Linked DNA regions of Pan troglodytes: region 1 is linked to region 2. Evidence: chromatin contacts called from public HiChIP or PLAC-seq data. All regions are on one chromosome and are shown on one strand. Each heading gives the region's core, a stretch centred on a gene start, on an enhancer-like site or on the middle of the called end of the contact. The rest is flanking DNA. Distances are from core to core; before and after follow the strand shown. Region 1 holds the start of LOC134808901. Region 2 holds the start of MRPS7 (mitochondrial ribosomal protein S7).

Region 1 (3,347 bases), core at 493-2,992, 150 kb after region 2:
CATAAGCAGGCACAGAAGCATAATCTTAAAAGAAAAAGAGTAAAAGACAAAAATAATACAAGCAAACCACACTTGTGACCTAGTGGCAGGACTGATTTCTTAGGGATGAATTCAATATTTTGAGCCTCCCCGTTCTCAGAGAGGGGACTTCAGCCTCCCACGGCTCTCTAGCAACCCTTCTGGCTGACTGCAGGGAACGCAGGGGACGCGCAAAAGTAAACGAACGAAAGCAAGGAAAGAGAGTCTCTTCCCGAGAAAAAAGACGGAATCTTGAAATGAGAGAAAACGAACAGCACGAAAGGGAAGAAACCTCGAAAAATTACGCCAGAGTGGGGACTACAAGGAGGAAGGGGAAGTACATTAGAAAAAAAGGGGGGGGGGGGAGGAAGGGGCAAATGACTTGCATTACACAAGCATTTCGTGTCCCTAGTGGAAAGGACAGAAGCAGATAGAGAGGGAAGGAAATAACTGGAGAAAGAGGAATAAGAAAGCCAAAATAGACTAATGCTAATTTCTCTCATGTGTCTGACATTTCGGAAAGTCAACAGCATCAAAAAGAGACAGACCTCAAGTGCACTTCAGTCCCCTGCAAACTGCACTTTCACAGCGTTTGAAGCCAGCCTTGAAAAACTTTCTAAACAAGCCATAACTCATGTGTGGCTTACAATCATAGAGAGGGCGCGCTGCAAATGAAAATTACCAGCGCCCGCTCTCACCGCAATCCTTCCTCGGTGCAGTCCAACCTGCTACTGCTGAATTTTTCTTGACAAATATTTTTCAAATAGTTTTTTTTTAAGTGTCAGAAAAAAGGTATCTCCCCCGGCTCCAGCAGCAAACGTTCTACCCCAAAGTGGATTCCCGCACAAAATTAAGCCCAAAGACGCCAGGAGATGGTGACGTGGTTGCCGTGCAGGTCGAAGGCACATCAATCACCGCAGCTGCAGCCCACACCAGTCCCCCGCCGCCAGGCTCGGGTAGACTGACTCAGTCGGCGTTCGGCCCGCCTGGGCTTCCCGGGCCCCTTCCGTGCAAACCCTCCCGATGAAGGCAGGGGACCTCGCCAGAGAACCCCGACCTCTTCCCCCGGACTGCCCAGAGCCAAGAGCCGGAGGAGGACGGTCCCCAGAAAGGAAGCGCCCCAAAAGGGGAAACGTAGAGTCCGGAGCCCCGGGGATTCCGCTCCACGTCCCAAGCCTCGCCGCCCCGACGCGAACCCCGGGGCCGGTCCCGGTTCCCCCGGGGCCCACTCCCTCTGTAGAGCCGAGAGGAAAAGGCACCAGAGAGGCGCCGAGCGCAGCCTCCCGTACTCACCGTGGCGCAGCTGCTCCGCTCAGCGTCCGGCCCGCCCCTCCACAACGCTGCGAGCGGCCGGCGACCCCAAGGCTGCTCTGCGAGGGCAGCGCTTGCTCCCGCCGCCGTCACCGCCACAGGCACAGGCTCTGCCACAGCCGCCGCCGCCCGGTCGCCGAAGCAGCAATGCCTCCTGGCTTCCGCTCCCCGTCGGTGTCCCGCGAGAACTTCTCCACGAGGCCCCGCCCCGCCCCGCCCCCGCGAGACTTCCCCCGGCGGAAAAGGCCCAGAGCGCAAGCGCTCCTCCTCAGCCGGGCCCCTGCAGGTAGGGAACCAGCTAGGTGTCAGGCGCATGCGCCAGACCGCCCCGCAGCAGGTGGCCTCGGCACGGCTCCGCCCCCGGGTCGCCGTAACCCTCTCGGTGCCAGAGCGGGTAAATGACAGCTTAGCCCTGAAGGACTCTTCCCCCGTCTAATCACTTTCTTTTCCTCTTCTACCAAACCTAGGCAGTTGGATGGGTAGGGGCTGGGGGGAGGAAGAGATCTTCCAGAATGAAGCACTCCAAATAGAGGACCAGGTCTTAAAATGTTTGAGAATCCGGTCCGTACAAACTCTGCAGTGTTGAATGATTGGTGAGTTTGTTTGCTCATTGATTGAATCACTGCAGAGTTTGTACGGACCGGATTCTCAAATATAGGCCGAACACTGTGCTGGGTATAGAACAGAAATCTTGGCCCTTAAGGAATTCACGGTCTAGGAAGTAGCAGAAAAATAAACAAATAATGCCATAAGTACTGTTATAATTATTTGGAGTTTGCTGAGGAAGCTAAAAAAATGGAGGGGGTACTGCTACACTGCCCATTGCAGAAGAGCCTTCACAGATGTGATGCGGCGATGTCTGAGCTGAGTCTTGGAGGATGAGTAGGAATTTGCCAGGCAGAGAAGCCAGAGTAAGGGCATTTCAGGGAAAGGGAATGGCACGTAAGTACAGAGGCTAAGTACAGAGGAACGGAGGCGTGAGAGAGAAAGTCGTGTTCTGTGCAGTGCTAAGTAGTTCAATTCCTGTATGAGGCCGGCGAGTACGGGGGAGTGGCAGAAGATGAGGCTTGGAGTAATAATTCTTATTTTTCAGTTCCCAAAGCTCTTCCAATTAAAGGATAGAACAGAACACACCTAGTGTTACTGTGCCTTCTGGAAGCCGACAAAATAGCGCTGAGGTGAGAATAACCAAGCATCTGATTCTATAGAGAAAACAAGCCCATTGAAACACAGAAAATGAATTGTGCTTTCACCAAGTATTTATTGAGCATCACCTGTGTGCAAGGGGCTCTGCAGGGTCAAAGACCAACCAGATGAAGCCCCTGCTTTCAGTGCTTTGTAATCTAGAGTTGCCTAATCTGTAAGACAAGCAGTTGGCCCCAAGTGCCACTGAACTACACATAGGGATGGCTGAGGAGGGAGCCAGTACTTGGTGCTGAGCTAATCAAGAAGGATTTGGTTTGAATGGCAAAGTGAAAGCAGGGAGGAAAGAGGAAAGAGTAATGGAATCAGCCATTTTTTAATTTTTTTATTTTTTTTGAGACGGAGTTTTGCTCTTGTTGCCCAGGCTGGAGTGCAATGGTGCGCGATCTTGGCTCACCGCAAGCTCCGCCTCCCGGGTTCAAGGGATTCTCCTGCCTCAGCCTCCCGAGTAGCTGGGATTACAGGCATGTGCCACCACACCCAGCTAATTTTGTATTTCTAGTAGAGATGGGGTTTCTCCATGTTGGTCAGGCTGGTCTCAAACTCCTGACCTCAGGTGATCCGCCCACCTTGGCCTCCCAAAGTGCTGGGATTACAGGCGTGAGCCACCACGCCTGTTTTTTTTTTTTTTTTTTTTGAGACTTGCACTGTTGCAAGTGCAGTGGCATGATTTTGGCTCACTGCAACTTCCGCCTCCCGGGTTCAAGCATTCTCTCACCTCAGCCTCTCAAGTAGCTGAGATTACAGCAGCCTGCCACCACACCCAGATAATTTTTGTATTTTTAATAGAGACAGGGTTTCGCCATGTTGGCCAA
Region 2 (3,806 bases), core at 896-3,395:
CAGGTAAGGAGAGCAACGTGTATTGGTAAACCAAGAACATCAGACTGAGTAGAGCAGGAAAACGTAGAAGCCACAGAGAAAAAGGCCTGGAACAACCAAGGCCAGATTACAGGCAACAGTGGAATGATTTGATTCAACACAAGTGCGCTTCTGGGAGCAGAATGGACTGAGGAGAGGTGAGGACGGGAGAGACCTGGGTCTCTGGGCCAAGCAGAGGCTTCTGCAACAATTCAGGCAAACGTGGGGTGACAAGGACCCTGACTGAGACGATGCTGAACCCCAACTGCTGGTTTGTTCAACTGGTACAGTTCACATTATTAAGTCATAACAACTGTGAAGCTTATGTCTCTACAGATACCATGTGACTCCCCCCCCAACCAAGTGGGTCCCTCTCATTTCATAATGTGACTCTAGGCTGGGTGCGGTAGCTCACGTGTGTAATCCCAGCGCTTTGTAAGGGAAAGGTGGGAGGATCACTTGAACTCGAGTTTGAGACCATCCTGGGCAACACAGCAAGACCTCATCTCTACTAAACATCAAAAGAATTAGCCAAGCGTGGTGGCGTGTGCCTATAGTCCCAGCTACTCAGGAGGCTGAGGTAGAAGACTTATTTGAGCACAGGGGTTCAAGGCTGCAGTGAGCTATGATCGCACCCCTGCACTCCAGCCTAGACAACAGCGCGCGAGACTCTGTCTCAAAAACAAGTAACAAAAACAAAATGTAACTCTAAATGTAGCCTATTAAACTCAGCTTAGGTCATTTAAATTATTCAATACCCATATTAATACCTTCAAAGCAAACTAATTCCACTGTGGTTATAGCAAGTTAGGCATTTCTGGGCAAGTGGTTTGACTGGAGTCAGGATGTCCTCTTTTTGTGAAATTATGGCAGTAGTGCCTGCTTTGCTAGGATACTTGGTAAACTAATTTAATGAATATCTGTAAAGTACTTTGAGCTCCTTGGAGAACAGTTCCATATATAAAGAAGCCTTATGACCTGCCTGCAACTGCAGATTTTGCAAACGTGATCTTACTTTTTCTCTCTTTTGGGATATGCTCCCCTTTAAACTGAAGCTCAACCTCCTGAAGGGGGTTTCTTACTAGGAAAAATCAGACAATTTGAGGAAATAGCTATCACCTCCAAGATCCCGGAAGCAGTACTAAATAAGAGACCTCAGAACAAGGCAATACTAGGTATCTCACCTATCCCATTACCAGTCCAATTTCTCTCTCCACTTAAAGGAGGCTTCCAGGTCTAGCCTACAGGAAAGTTCACTTATTAACCCTCAGGCAGAGTACTACCTGCTAACCAGGTTAACACACATTTCCTTCGTAGCGCTGTAATTCACAGTGCAATGACAGCAATACGCTTCTATAACTACAGCTTCAGACTGCTCCTCAGCCTTACTCAGAATAGGCTATCAACACTGACTCGTTAGGATGTTCAAGGGGGTATATGTATGTGTGTGGGGGGGGAGTTCCCGACACCGATTTCACCATGCTTCTGTGGTCACTGCAGGAAAAAGGTAGAGCTCTCTGTTCTCTATCATCGCTCTCTTTGGAATATTATTCTCACTTCAAGCATTCTGCCTGAGCGAAGCCGTCACTTCTCCAACACATGGTCACAATTCTGAAGCTGCCAGGCGACTGAACGCAGTCGGCAGCACCCACCACTACCGGAGACTCAGCCCCAATCCGAAGCTTCTCCCTTAGTCAGGGATTGGGGCGCTGGGTTCCTGGAGTCACCGCCAGGCGGCGACCCCACCACAATCTCCCCAAAGCGCCGAAGCATGTCAGCCCGAAGATCTTGGCTGTCGCCTTTCCCCGAGCCTGCGGTGCCCGACGGGACCCCGAATTCACGCCGCCGCGCGCCAGAGCAAGAGGACGCGCCGCAGCGAGGGAAGCGGGGGCCGGACTGGGGCCCCGGCGCCCTGATAGGGAAGGGGCGTGATCGCAGGCTGCTCGCGGCGAGGGCGAGACCGGGCGTGGGCTGCCAAGAGGCAACGCCGTGGAGCCCGGGGAGGGGACGTGGGGGTGAAGACAGGGGCAGCCCAGCGGCTCGAGGGCAGGCAGAAACGGCCGCGGCTACTCACTGAGCCAGGACTCCAGGCTTTCCCCTTCCGCCTCCGCCATATTGCAGCCGCCCGGCCCCGCGGCTTCAAAACTCGCGAGAGTCTGCACGAGCTGAGATGGGGCGGGGCCTGCATGGGGTCCTGAGAGGAGTGAGTGCCGTCACCGAGGGCCGCGCCAGACTGCGACGGATACTGGGAGGGCAAGTGTTTCCTTTTGGCGCTTCCCTTTGGACCCCGGAGTGAAAAACTCTAACGTCCAGATCAGTGCAGAGAAACGCAGATTTAGGACCCTGAGGAGTCTTTTTCACCCGTTTCCCTTCACTCGCTCAGGCGCGCCGAGGGCAGTCCTTGTGGGGTCCTCGTGGCCAGCCAAGATGGCTGCCCCCGCAGTGAAGGTTTCCCGAGGATGGTCGGGCCTGGCGTTGGGCGTGCGGCGGGCTGTCTTGCAGCTTCCAGGGTGAGAGGGTGGCGAGCAGCGGGGGGGCGCTGCGAGGAAGGAAGGGGGCCACAGGCAGGCCGCGTGGGCCCCTAGAGAGAGCACTGCCCTGGGGGCCGGAGTATCTGGATTCAAGCTTCTAAGTTAGCTGCGTGACCCTGGGCCAATCCGAAGGTTTAGTGACTACCTCTCGCCTAAGGAGTCTGGACGATCTAGGGTTCTAACGCGGAGCTGACAGTGCGGTTCAGCTAAAGAGCTCAGAGCTGGGATCGCCTGTGAATTGGGATGGGTGTGTAGGCGCCAAGCCCATCCTTACCGTTAGCACTTGACCAGGAGGAGACTTTACCCGCCTGCTTGGGGAATGTCCTCCTACTTGGGACAAGGGCCTGAATTGTTGTGGCTCAGGTTTAGCTCGCGGTCTCCGCGCCGCTCTCCCTCGTCGGCGCGTTGGCAGTCATGCCTGTTGTTAAGTCAAACCTACTCGCTTGTGGAGTCAGCTTTTGCCTGCCTCCTCCTTTTCCCCCCCTCCCAGGCTAACTCAGGTGAGATGGAGCCGCTATAGTCCTGAATTCAAGGATCCCTTGATTGACAAGGAGTATTATCGCAAGCCTGTGGAGGAGCTAACTGAGGAGGAGAAGTATGATCGGGAGCTCAAGAAGACTCAGCTCATCAAAGCTGCTCCAGCAGGGAAAACAAGTTCTGTGTTTGAAGACCCAGTCATCAGGTTAGATGGAAACAAACACTTGTTACATGGACTGGGACTATCCCAGGGAGGGTTTCTGGTGAGGATTCTGTGATACAGCCTTGGAGAGCTAAACGTGTTGCTTTTCTCTTTGAAGTAAATTCACCAACATGATGATGATAGGAGGAAACAAAGTACTGGCCAGATCCCTCATGATTCAGGTAAACAGCACTTCCCTCCTCAGTCATCTTTCTTGCCCCCCTACCCCGTAGCCTTGTACTTGGTACTTTCAGTGTAGCTTAAGAGCAAATGGATTCATGTATCTATTATTCAGATTAACTTCCCTGCATGTGTACGGGCTTTAATGAAGCCCTGTAGGAGTCAACAACTGCCATTCCTTGGTGTTTCGGAAATAAACACACAATTAAAAAAAAAGGAACAAATGAAAAATAAAACAACTGCCATTCCCCACCTCACCCCCCACCCCCTCCACGCCACAAATCTCAATCCACTCTTTCTGTCCTAGTCTAGCAAAGGGGGAGGCACTTAACTTTGTTTTGGATGTGCTGTGAGAGGAGCTGCATTGCCAGCGCAGAACCAGAGGATGGGAGTAAAGG

The links. HiChIP or PLAC-seq counts read pairs in DNA pulled down with a chosen protein or histone mark.
Region 1: an H3K4me3 HiChIP or PLAC-seq map of stem cell-derived excitatory neurons shows a contact between it and region 2, with 5 times the contacts expected there. The contact joins the promoter of LOC134808901 here to the promoter of MRPS7 in region 2. A contact is called at or near these places in 3 of 7 Hi-C or Micro-C datasets (blood, induced pluripotent stem cells and stem cell-derived neural progenitor cells) and 1 of 1 datasets of contacts at active chromatin or transcription factors (stem cell-derived excitatory neurons).

Annotation. Positions count from the first base shown.
Region 1 is chr19:88,400,874-88,404,220 of NHGRI_mPanTro3-v2.0_pri, forward strand. LOC134808901 reads right to left here and starts at 1,743. Exons shown (of 2, transcript XM_063799256.1): 1 at 1-1,743. The coding sequence starts at 1,644. The coding sequence ends at 985. It overlaps GRB2 (growth factor receptor bound protein 2), which reads right to left and starts at 1,478. Exons shown (of 6, transcript NM_001246617.1): 1 at 1,312-1,478.
Region 2 is chr19:88,254,390-88,258,195 of NHGRI_mPanTro3-v2.0_pri, forward strand. MRPS7 (mitochondrial ribosomal protein S7) reads left to right here and starts at 2,146. Exons shown (of 5, transcript XM_054670648.2): 1 at 2,146-2,271; 2 at 3,040-3,231; 3 at 3,347-3,410. The coding sequence starts at 2,189. It overlaps GGA3 (golgi associated, gamma adaptin ear containing, ARF binding protein 3), which reads right to left and starts at 2,166. Exons shown (of 16, transcript XM_016932925.4): 1 at 2,093-2,166. The coding sequence starts at 2,132.